Linked DNA regions of Sus scrofa: regions 1, 2 and 3 are each linked to region 4. The links are chromatin contacts, called in public Hi-C, HiChIP or PLAC-seq and promoter capture Hi-C maps. All regions are on one chromosome and are shown on one strand. The core of a region is the stretch at or near the end of the contact, and the rest is flanking DNA. Distances in the headings are between cores, read along the strand shown.

Region 1 (2,825 bases), core at 153-2,652, 220 kb after region 4:
AGTTAAGTAGAACTTAATTATATGTTATTGTGTTGCGTAGTAATTATCCTTAACAGTAAGCAGCTTACTTAAATAGCAGTCATTAACATAGCACACGTTTCCCAAACTGTGTCCCATGGAGTAGTAGTTCCTAGATATGCTTTATTTTATTTTATTTTATTTTTTGGTCTTTTTGTCTTTTTCACGGCCGCACTCTCAGCATATGGAGGTTCCCAGGCTAGGGGTCCAATCGGAGCTATGGCTGGCAGCCTACATCAGAGCCATAGCAACGCAGGATCCGAGCTGCATCTGCGACCTACACCACAGCTGATGGCAACGCCGGATCCTTGACCCATTGAGTAAGGCCAGGGATCAAACCCGCGTCCTCATGGATGCTAGTTGTGTTCGTTAACCACTGAGCCACGACATGAACTCCTGGAGATGTTAATAGTTGGATAAGAAAGGTCTTTGGAGTCAGATAAGCTTAGGAAATGGTGATATAGTTTATTTATTTATTTTTTGTCTTTTCTAGGCCGTTCCTGCAACATATGGAGGTTCCCAGGCTAGGGGTCTAATCGGAGCTGTAGCTGCTGGCCTAGGCCAGGGCTACAGCAATGTGGGATCCAAACAGCGTCTGTGACCTACACCACAGCTCACGGCAATGCCAGATCTTTAACCCATTGAGCAAGCCAGGGACCGAACCCGCAACCTCATGGTTCCTAGTCGGATTCGTTAACCACTGAGCCACGACAGGAACTGCACCCAACCCCTGGTTTACATTCTCTCGGTCAGGGGGAGGGCAGTGGAAAGGCTAAAAGTGTAGACACTGGGACAGATAGCCTGGAATCAAATACTGCCCTTGACCAGCTGTGTAATTGCGGGCACCTCACTAACTCCTTTAAGAGGCAGCTTTCTTCTCCCCATGTGTGCCCCGCCCCCCATTCATTCACAAGAGGCTGACATCAGAATACCCTTGGTTGAGAGGGCCCCTCAGGCTTTGCCTATTTCTTTTGAAATCTCCTGATTGAGGCTGCAAGATGATAGAGTAGGCTGAGAAAGCAGAAGTGGGAAGGAATCATTTTCCAGATTTTTCCCCCAGCACATAATGAACACTAAATTACGAAGCTCCAAATCAGAGCAGGCCAGGGCCAGAACAAGTCTGACTTCCCCACCACGAAGGGAAACTGATAGGAATGATCAGAAGCTTCTGAATCCTCACTGTGTGGCCCAAGTGCTTGGCTCTCAATAAAGACGCTCACCATTCCTTTAGGTAGACACTGTTGTGAAACACAGGGGAAGAAAAGAGCAGCTGTTTCCTGTTCTTCTCTGGAGGTGGGTGGGGTGGGGTGGAGCCGAGGGCAGGCATCCCCCGCCCCCAGTGTGCCCAGGCCTTTATACACACTCCCACAAACAGCCTGTTCCAGCCATCAGAGGGGCTGCTGCCTAAAAGGGCCACTTTTCAGCCTAGAAGCCAAGTCCAGGCCAGACCTTTGGTGACCTGGCAAAAGCTCTGCCCTCTCTGTTCCTTGTTTCTGTCCTTTACAAGGTGAGGAATATGGATGGGGTGAATTTTAAGGCCCCTGGCAGCTGAGCGTGCTTTGGTTTGCACCTCTGCAAACCAAAAGGGTTGTTTCCACACGCTTCAGTCTTGCCTAACCAGACTGGTAGGGGCCGACTGACCAGAAATGGCTACTCTCATCTCTCTTCCAGGGGCCTGTGGGCCAAAGACAAATCTCCCTTCTCACAACTGCGCTTAGGGCTTGCCTCCTTTGCTCTCAAAGATAAATAGCAGCTGGGGCCCCAGATGGGAACTTGGGTCCTGCGGCCTTGAGGCTCTGGAACAAAGGCTGAGCAGGATGGGGAAGGGGCCTTCCCAGAAAGTGAGGGGAGGGGAGCCCTGGGGCTCTTTACGGCTTCACCTCTCGGTAAGACTGGCAGGCCTGGCAGTTCTTTCCTTCCCACGGTTTTGGGAAGGAATGGAGAGGGAACTCTCCATTCCCCTCTCTTCCCTTTATTCTCCCTCGGATTGGGGTCTTTACGCCCCTCCCTCTCTTTCCCTCTCTCTGAACTTCGCCTCTTTATGCCTTTTTAGGCCTGGCCTCTCCAGCCCCGGGTGTAGGGGGGGTCTTGTATTCTTTTTTTTCTCCTTAAGGCCAAGTCTCCCTCCCCCACCCCTTTCCCGCTCCCCCTCCCCACCCCCCTCCCTCCGCCCCGAGGCATTGTGGGAGGAAACAAGATGTGGGGCGAGAGCGGCGCGGGGAGAAGCCCGCAGTGCGGGGCCGGGCGGGCGCAGCCAATGGGGAGCGCGGACGGCGGCGCGCGCGGCGGGGGGGCGGGGGCGGGGCGCTATTTCAGGGGGGGCCGCGCGTCGGGCGAGCTCAGCGGCAGAGCGGAGCGGAGCTGTGAAGCGTCAACGCGGAGCGGGGCCAGCGGGCGGGCAAGCGGGCGCGAGGCGGAGCGCGGGCGGCCGGGAAAGCTCGAGGGCGGACGGCGGCGCTCGGCCCGGGCCTGCGGGAGCCGGAGACCGCGGCGGCGGCGGCGGCGGCTGCTGCCGGAGGAGCCGAGGGTACACCGCCCTGCCCGCGCCCTGCCTCAGGCCATCGCTGCTCCCCCGGGGCCTGGTGCGGACTCGCCCCGTGAAGGTGAGCGGTGGGTGGGGGCGGCGGCCCGGAGCCGGGCGGGTTTCGGCGTGACGCCGCCGGCACCTCTCCCGCCCAGGGCTGCACCACCCTGTGCCCTCGCGACCCTGGGGGCGCGGCCGGGGCCCCGGGCTGCGGAGGTGTGCCCCCCCCCCAGTCCCCCGGGAGTCTCCCTGCGCCGCGCGGAGGCCCCTGGTGTCGGGGCCG
Region 2 (3,004 bases), core at 219-2,718, 130 kb after region 4:
CAACACACACGCACAAAAAGAGGAGAAGGAGGTGAAAAGAACGGAGAGTGAGTGGAAGATGGATGAAGTGGGGGGGGACTGAGTAGGACGTGGGGACCCCCCTCACCCCACGGTGCGGGCCCGGGCCCGGCGCGCCGTGGCCGAGTGGACCGCGCTATCCAGCGGCCCGGCGCCCTCCTTTCTCTGGGCCGCGAGTGGTGACAGCGACCGGCCTCCTCCCTTCCCCTTCAGGGCGGGAGGAAAGGGTGTGTGCGTGTGTGTGCTGGGGGGGCCCGGGGTTCACCCCGAGGCCTGCTCTCTTCCCCGCACCCCGTGAGGCCGCCTCCTTTCACCTCAGCAGCCCCGCTCCGCCGGGGCGGGCGGGCGGAAAAACAAAGGGGGATTAAGGCCGGGCCGGAGAGCGGAGCCGGGAGGGAGGGGAGGAGGAGCGCCCGTCCGCCAGCCCGGGGCCCGGCCCCCCTGTCCCCCCGTGCCCCCCCGGGGGGGCCCCAGTACCTGGAACAGGAACGCGGTCCAGTTGGCCTCCATGGCTGCGGCGGCCGACCCCCCTCCTCCCCACTCCCCCCGCTCGGGGAGCCTCCTCAGCCGGAGGAGGCGACAACAAAGCGGCGGCGGCGGCGGCGGCGGCAGCGGCAGCGGCGGCTCCTCAACATGGCAGCGCCGAGCGCGGCCACTTCCGGTAACCTCCGGGACGCACCACCGCCGCGGCGAGCGCGGGCGGGGGGGAGCCCCGACCCGGCCGCCGCCGCCCCCAGCGGCCCGGACCCCTCCCGGGCGTTCCCGCGGCCGGCTCGCCGTCTCGGAGCTCAGCCAGGGCCCGCCGGCGGTGGGGTCAGGGCCCCCGCGGGGGGGCTGGGGTGGGGCGGGGGGCGGGGATGGGGCGCGGCGTCCCCCCCGCGGGGGTGTGTGGTGCTGCGGTCCGTGGCTCAGGCAGCTGGAACAGGGGGAGCTCAGGAGAGAAGATGGAGGACGCCAGGGTCTGGCGCTGGCTCGCTGGGGAAGGCTGGGCCGGCTCTCGTGACTCAAACCCGATGCCCAGCAGCATCGCTTCCCTATCAGACCCTCAGGGGAAGGCACAGACGGCGGCGGTCACCTGGCTCGTCAGGCCCTTTTTTGCGCAGCACAGCCCCTACCTCCAAACTGGGGGAAGCCCCTTCGACTTGGAGAGTCTCTCCACTCTGGTATTTCATCTCAGCGAAACCTTCCGCACTCTTGCTAGGATACGCATCTAACTCTGAGTGGCCTTCCAACTCAAGCAGGGAATCCCACTGGGGTGCAGCCACAGATCTTCCCTGGGCGGAGGGAGACACTTCCCACGCGTAGAGGTGTCATTGCTGGGTTATTCTTGGGTGAAGGGCTGAGCGTCCCCATCTTCCCTTTAACTCCAGATATGATGTGAAATTCTACCAAACACCCCCTCTCCCGCCAAAAAAAAATTTTTTTTTCTTAAAGTATAGGCAAATTATTTCAGTCTTTTAGTACAGTCCGCGCCCTCACCCCCCAAAACAAAAATCGAACTTCTGGTTGGACAGCGTCAGATGTCACTGAGGTGACCCTAGCCTGTTTGCAGTTCCAAGTCTTCCGTGTAGGCGTCACTGCTACTGGAACTTTGTATGATGATGCCCTGAACATTTTCTATCCATTCCTCACATAGAGGTAGCTACTGGGAATATTAGAAACAAGCTATTATTATACAAGTGCCTCCAGTCCAAGAAGTCTCCTGTGGCGGGAAATGAGGGGGCAGACTATCAATGATATTTTTATTAACTCTGGTTTTAAAAAATCCTTCAGATGGTCACATTATTTCAAGGCTTCAACATCTTTCGTAACTGACTCTTATCTCATCCGCTCCATTTATTCCTCTTAAGTCACATTCTAATCGAGGTCACCATCTCTGACTTCCCCCATACAGACACAATAAAAATAATACGGTGGCAGAATTCTATTGGTAAAAGAGACTGAGGAGGTATAGTAATTTGCCAGTCTGTGTTTCCTTTCCATCCACTACACACGTATACCCCTTTCCCTCAGTCACCAGAATGCAGGGGGTGGGGGCTGCAAAACATTGGTCTGGTTCCTTTTAGAGGCGATTCTCTATTGGACACTGCCAGGAGGCCTGGGGGATGAATGAGAAGCTCTGCAGTGTTTGGATCAGTGGCAGAAGCAGGTGACTTGGTCAGCCTCAGACGGGGGTGGGGTGGGGTGGGGGGGCAGAAAATGAATAAATAGTTTCCTGATTATATTCCTTAGCTAAGCTGCTACAGTGGCCCCTAAGTCTCCTACAAATGTCCATTAGTCACTTTTGGAAAGAGAAATAAAATGCCTAAGTTTATATGTATATAAGATAAGGAGAGAACTAAGATGTAAACTTAAGGAGTTAACTAGGTAAGCGAAAACCTTTTTGCTCTGACCTTAGACACTGCATATTCTTTTGTTTTCATTCAGTAAATGCAAGTCTCTGCTTCTTCCCTGTCTTTCTTAACATGTTCACTTCAAGGTCTCAGTACTACATCTCCTCAGTTTTTCTCTTCCCCTGTATAGCCTCTCCTACTTTGCTGCCTTTCAAACTGGTGAGAGTGAAGCTTCAGGATCATGAAAACTAGTACTGAATGAAGACCATTTTTCTAATGACGATATTGCTGGACTCTCTTGAACATCTTTTCCCAGGATCTAGAAAACCCTTCTCTAGTGAGCCTTCTCACAGTACCTCTGGAGAGGGTTTTCCTCACTACCATAAAGTAGATGTCCAGTGAAAAACGGTCCAGTTCTCATTGTTGAAGAGCTGGGATTCAGAAGTATCACTTTTTTTGAAGCAAATGGCTTTGTTTTTTTTTGGCTGTGCCCACAGCATGTGGAAGTTCCCAGGCCAGGAATCGAACCTGCACCGAAGGTGACAACGCCAGATCCTTAACCGGCTGCACCACAAAAGAACTCTGTGTAAACGGCTAATTTTTCTTTCTAACCATGAGATGAAACCAGAGTTCCTGATTGCTCCCCAAACCCT
Region 3 (2,744 bases), core at 34-2,533, 150 kb after region 4:
TTCAAATCCTGCCAGCTTCCACTTGGAGGCAGTCCTGAAAAAGTGCGTTTTCTTTCAATACCAATTATCCTAAGTTTCACATTAAACATAAAGGTTACATTAAAACAAGACTTAAAACCAACGGTCTTTAACATCCCGTTTAACGAGCTGTTAAAAGAGTTCGGAATCAAGAGTCCAAAATTATTTGTAAAGTTAAGGCTCTTCTTATCTTCTAGGTACTGCAACCTAATTCGCTAAGTCTCAAATAGAGTAGTCCTTGTTAACTAAAGTCACCCAAGGCACTCCGGTTTAAGTGAAGACCTGGCATGAAAACACCAAGAAAAACTTCAAAACGGTGTGCGGTCCCCTTATCATCAATCCGCACGGACCCGCCAACTCACCAGAGACAACCACTCTGTTTTCAGAACGCCTGGATGGGGGGCCATAGCGCCCTCGGGGAGCCCCGCCGCCACCACCCCCGCCGCCGCCTCGGCCGGTACCACGGCCGCTTCGAGGAAACTCCACCCGCAGACGGTATCCATCGTAATCATAGCCGTCGCGACCATACACCGCGTCTTCTGCGTCTCTGCGTGACCAGAGAAAGCCAAGGGGTAAGGAAAAGAAGAAAAAAAAAAAAAAAGGGCCAGGAGGGGCGGCTCACTCCGCCGGGGAGCGAGCGGGCCCCCGCACATGCGCACCGGGGTGGAAGAGCCCACATGCGCCGCATAATAGGAACGGCCCCTCCCCCACCCAGAAGCACGCCAGGCTCCCGACCACTCCAGCAGCCCTCGGCGCCTCAGTTTCCCGCTCCGAGCCTGCGAGTCGGCTCTAGGGACGTCCGTGGGGCCCGGCCACCAGAGGAGCCACGCCGACTCGGCTCCTTACTCGACTCCTGCATGGGCGATATCGTCTGGCCCCCAACCCAAGAACCCACCGCCCCATTCCCCAAGTGAAGGCCCCGGAGCCTTCCCCAACTACTCCAACCTATTTCCTCAAGGCCGCAAGCCCCTGGCCGCCTCACCGCGGGTCCTCGAACTCAACGAAGGCGAAGGGCGGTCCTCCGCGGCGATTCTTCAGGTCGATGTCGCGGATAGCACCGTATTTGTAGAACACGTCCTCAATGTCCTTGGTTCGGATGTCTGGAGGTAAGTTACCCACGTAGATGCGGCAATCGTTGTTCCCTGCCGGGCCACGGATCACACCACCTCCCGACATGGCGGCGACGAAAAGCGCGGACTCGAGAACAGGCCTTCCCACCAAGCCTAGCGAGCGGGAGAGCGAGCCCGCAGCGACACCACGTCTCCCGCGGCCCCTCCAAAATGGCGCCTTTATCAGCTCGGCGCACGGATATGGGGGGGAGGGAGGAAGAGAAGCGGGAGGAAGCAGCTATTCGATCTCACTACGCACGCGCAAGAGCGTAACGGGTGCTGCGAGAGTGACGCTCGCGCAAGCGCGACGTCACCCTCCGCGCGAAGGGAAAAAAGTTCCCGCCTTCCCGATTTGTCGAGGGGTTTAATAAGGGAGTGACCAGCCTTGTGGCAAAATTAAATATAGAGCTCTCGTAAAAGGGGTTATTAATCTCTGTCGAATCCTAAAGAATCAGCAGTTTCCTCAGGAATGTTTCTCTCAAAAAAACGGCGTCTTGAAAGTATTTGGTGAAACCTAGCCTAAAGCTAGGTCCCACCATGCTCTGCGCTGTTAACGGCCTTTGGCGGGAAAGACTGCCGGGGGCGGAGTCAAAGGGGGAGGGACCAGGCGGTTGCTCCGGAAACACGGGCATCCTTGGAGAGTGCACCTCGTTCAGGAGTCGCGTTGCGGGTGAATCAACGCGGAGCCGAGACGTGACTTTGTCTTCCCGCCCCATCTGCGAACGGGCCGTGGACTGCTTGGACGACTGTCTAATGCAGGGGAACCTGGCTGAGACGCTTTAATAAATATTCTACGCTAAGTACCGTTCCACCTTCGGTTCAGAACTGACCTCAGTTCAACGCTCCTTGTGCTCGTGGCGGTAATTCCTGGCGGCATCAGCCAACCAGGACCCAGACCTCTGCTTCTTTTTTAAATCACCTATCGCCAGGGCCCAGCGCAGCGGAGAGGTCCAGTGAAGGTTTGCAGAATGAATTGTGTCTGTTATTTCTACAACGTCTTTCAAAGAACGAAAAAGACGCGCGCCCTCCTGTTTGTATTGCAGAATCCTGACGTTCCTTCCTTTTTTGGAACTCATTAGCAAATCTCTCAGGTAATATGAATGAGCAAAGTGGATGTGTGAGGATTTCTGTGACCACTGGAGACCGAAGTGGCGGCTTAAGGACTCATCTCGCCAGCATGTTGGTCCAGGGAGATAAGAACTTGTTACATTTTGCCACGGAGCCATCTGAAATCTGGATTTTTATATGAAATACTGGGATTTTAAAATATTAATGGTGAATTCAAATTAAAAAAAAAACCCTGTCATAAATATGCTGAAACAGGTCTGCACCCTGATTGAGAGGATGATTTTCTTCATTTTTATTTATTCGCATCAATCCCTCTCCCCAGTGATGTGATGCTGTTTACAGAGATACCAGAAAACGTTATTGCAATTGAATGGAGAAATCACGGAGAATATAAGGGGAAATTAAAATGAAGTCATGGATAAAGTTAATACACAAAATGGCTGCAGTAAAAATTTGTGAGTTCTAAAGATGGATTACAAATTTGACCCTAGTCATCATGGCAGTCACAGTAAAGAAGGAAACAGTATATTCAAGATCCAAAGTGCCTTA
Region 4 (2,700 bases), core at 51-2,550:
AAGGTGCCTGGACCTCAACAGAGAATATAATAACTTTACAAACTGGTTTCTTACTTCCAGGAATAGGGGTGAGACTAGGGGATACATATTAACTTCAATTAGGCACAATCTCTGATGCGAACAGTTAGAGAAAAAGAAACTACAAATTCTATATACTAAAAACTAACGTCAGTATTGGAAGAAAAAGGCTTTGTCAGTGAATGCCCAGTAAGTCAACCTCATAGTTCTCATGACCAAAATGGGTAAGGATACAGGATACCTACCTTGCAGGCGTAGAGGCCTAAATGAGATAACATTTATTAAGGGCTTAGCACAGTGCCTGTCACAAACAGATATGCAGAAACAAATAGCTACCACTGCAATGATCAGTCAATTGCTGGGCTCCAAGTTCTGCTTCTCAGAACTTCTACTGCTCTCCCATGGGGGAAGGGTACTGATTCCCTAATCTGGCCAGATGGACAAGACCGTCTCCACAGGGCTAACTAGCCCTGACTCAATTCCTACTTAAGTTGCCAGACTTCGGGCTAAACCTTTCCTGCTGAAGTTCTGCTGCCTCCCGTCCACCAGATGGGCTTCCGCACTCACGCTCTAATCCGATCCTCGTGGTAAAAGATGTCCTGGACAGCGGCTTTGGCTTTGCCGTATCGCAAGCGAGGCCTTCGGAAAACCGGCTCTCTTAATGGGGGGAAGGCATTATATATGTCAAGCCAGAGGGGCTTCTCTTTCAACACTCCAGCCCGAATCAGGTCCCGGGTCCTTAAGGAAGAGTAAAGAGCTAGGGTCAGTCAATGACCACAGCCTGTCTGAGCCCCTGAATCAGTGTAGCCCCAGCCTGGGACGCTGGCGAGCCTATGGAACCCGGAAGATAACCAGAAGGAGGGCAGAGCTGGGGGTCCCCCAACTACGGGTAGGATAGTTCCACATTCCAAACCAACCTACCAGTGCTCGGGAATTAACCCTTTCATCTTCTTATGTGCGTCCCACCCCCTCGCCCAACCACGCCCCGTCAAGGAAAATGCGCAGACAGTCCGGCCAGGTCTCTCAGCCCCTTCCTCCCTCCCCGTTCCTGGAGACCTCCACTTGGGGAGGCGAGAGGTGCGATCTTGAACAAGAGAGCTAAGAGATTCAAGAGGTAACGTCGTTGAACACAACCCCTCAGAAGCAGGAGAGCTCAGACCCACTCAAGAAAGCGTGAAAGCGGGAGGCGCTCTTTGTCCACGCACCGTGAGAAAATGCTACCAACAGTTTCCAGCCGGCTCCCCGCCATGCCCTACCACTCGGATCCCGAGCAGCTTCCGATACCGGAACCGGAAGCGCCCGCAGCAGGCAAAGTGGGCGTAAGTTGCGGGCCGAGCCACGGATCGCAGTGCTACCAGCGAGGCCCCCAACGGGAGGGCGGAGCCAGGCAGAAGTAAAAGATGTCCGAACCGACCCGCCCTCGGCTGCACGCCAGGTTCAGACCGGAGCACTCGATAGCCGAGCCGCCAGGGAGGAAGCGAGCCAAAGCCGGGCAGAAGCAATAAATGACCGATAGGGGTTAATTGCCGTGGTTGCTTTAGCCTTTCTAGCCATGCTCAGCCGACTCCGCTGGAGAAGATGGGGCTGTGCAGAGGCAGGATGATGGGGAGGGAGGATAGGTCCAGGAGAAGACACCTAGGCCAGGAATTCATTAGAGGTCACCAGCACTAGGCCTAGACTACGCCTAATTTTGTTTGGAATCAAAGACCACGAAAGTAATCGAGGCCCAGGGAGGGACCTCACTTGCCCTGGGTCACCCTAGAGTCCGAGCCTCCGTCTTTCGCCGCCTGCTGTTTAGCGCTCCGGACTAAACCCTTTGGCCCTGGAGCTCCACCTGCATCCGCGCTAATAGGGATGCTGCCGGCACGAGTGTTTTCTCCCCGGAAGGTGTCGCTGGCTAGCTCCTCCTTGGAGCTTGAAAAGTGAAAGTGTCCGGGACAAACACATGACGGGAAGGACTCAAAAATCTGGGGAAAGTAACCTCTCAGTGTTGCCATTTGGCCAAATAATCATACTTCGGGTAAAGGACTCCGTAGACATTGAAGCACAATTTCACGCGGATATTTGTGCAGGAAGCGTCATCGCAGCGTTGTTTGCAGTGCACTCCCCCACCCCACCACCGCATGCCTGCCACAATCGGTCTAATGGGAAAGGGCTGGAAAATTACAGCTCATAGAGTCTATGGAATGCCATGCAGCTTTTAAAATGACCGAGCGAGATCTGTATGTGTTTACGTAAACGAATGCCCATGACAGGTGAAAAGGCAAGTTGCAGAGAAGCGTCTTCAATGGAATCCTAACCTATTAAAACTTTATCTAGCGTTGCCACCAGCTGTGGCCGTAGGTCGGAGACGTGGCTTGGATACCGCGTGGCTGTGGCATAGGCCGTTAACTCCAGGTCTCCTTAAGACTCCTAGCCTGGAAACTTCCATTTGCAGTTGCAGCCACAAAAAGAAAGCAAGAAAACTTTTACACGTGTCTGTGTGTGTTTGAGGATAGAAACCTTGTGGAAATGCGCCCAGGGCTGTAAATATTGGTTATCTCCAGTGAGATTGTAAGCGAGGAAGGGGGACTTTTTTTTTTTTTAATGTAACCCTCAGATTTAACCTGTAAAGAGTTTGTATTCCTATTTGAACTTTTTAATCCAGTGCAAGGTTTTGAGTCACATGCACATAAAATATCT

What was found. Promoter capture Hi-C pulls out the DNA fragments that hold promoters and counts their contacts. Hi-C and Micro-C count contacts between places; a contact is called where the count stands out from the background. HiChIP or PLAC-seq counts read pairs in DNA pulled down with a chosen protein or histone mark.
Region 1: an H3K27ac HiChIP or PLAC-seq map of alveolar macrophages shows a contact between it and region 4. The contact joins the promoter of DYNLL2 here to the promoter of MRPS23 in region 4. A contact is called at or near these places in 2 of 5 promoter capture datasets (fetal liver and liver), 7 of 47 Hi-C or Micro-C datasets (alveolar macrophages, embryonic fibroblasts, fibroblasts and 4 more) and 2 of 2 datasets of contacts at active chromatin or transcription factors (alveolar macrophages and skeletal muscle).
Region 2: a contact with region 4 is called in a promoter capture Hi-C map of fetal skeletal muscle, with 6 times the contacts expected there. The contact joins the promoter of VEZF1 here to the promoter of MRPS23 in region 4. A contact is called at or near these places in 4 of 5 promoter capture datasets (fetal liver, fetal skeletal muscle, liver and 1 more), 34 of 47 Hi-C or Micro-C datasets (adipocytes, adipose tissue, alveolar macrophages and 18 more) and 2 of 2 datasets of contacts at active chromatin or transcription factors (alveolar macrophages and skeletal muscle).
Region 3: a Hi-C map of liver shows a contact between it and region 4, with 4 times the contacts expected there. The contact joins the promoter of SRSF1 here to the promoter of MRPS23 in region 4. A contact is called at or near these places in 1 of 5 promoter capture datasets (fetal liver), 31 of 47 Hi-C or Micro-C datasets (alveolar macrophages, blood, brain and 14 more) and 2 of 2 datasets of contacts at active chromatin or transcription factors (alveolar macrophages and skeletal muscle).

Annotation. Positions count from the first base shown.
Region 1 is chr12:34,346,934-34,349,758 of Sscrofa11.1, forward strand. It overlaps DYNLL2 (dynein light chain 2, cytoplasmic), which reads left to right and starts at 1,403. Exons shown (of 3, transcript XM_021067271.1): 1 at 1,403-1,525.
Region 2 is chr12:34,262,338-34,265,341 of Sscrofa11.1, forward strand. VEZF1 (vascular endothelial zinc finger 1) reads right to left here and starts at 1,469. Exons shown (of 6, transcript XM_021067259.1): 1 at 1,134-1,469. The coding sequence starts at 1,190.
Region 3 is chr12:34,280,835-34,283,578 of Sscrofa11.1, forward strand. It overlaps SRSF1 (serine and arginine rich splicing factor 1), which reads right to left and starts at 1,284. Exons shown (of 4, transcript NM_001038007.1): 1 at 1,001-1,284; 2 at 381-565; 3 at 1-34. The coding sequence starts at 1,194. LOC110256034 (a long non-coding RNA gene) reads left to right here and starts at 574. Exons shown (of 2, transcript XR_002337195.1): 1 at 574-2,744.
Region 4 is chr12:34,128,180-34,130,879 of Sscrofa11.1, forward strand. It overlaps MRPS23 (mitochondrial ribosomal protein S23), which reads right to left and starts at 1,301. Exons shown (of 5, transcript NM_001243813.1): 1 at 1,224-1,301; 2 at 586-756. The coding sequence starts at 1,267.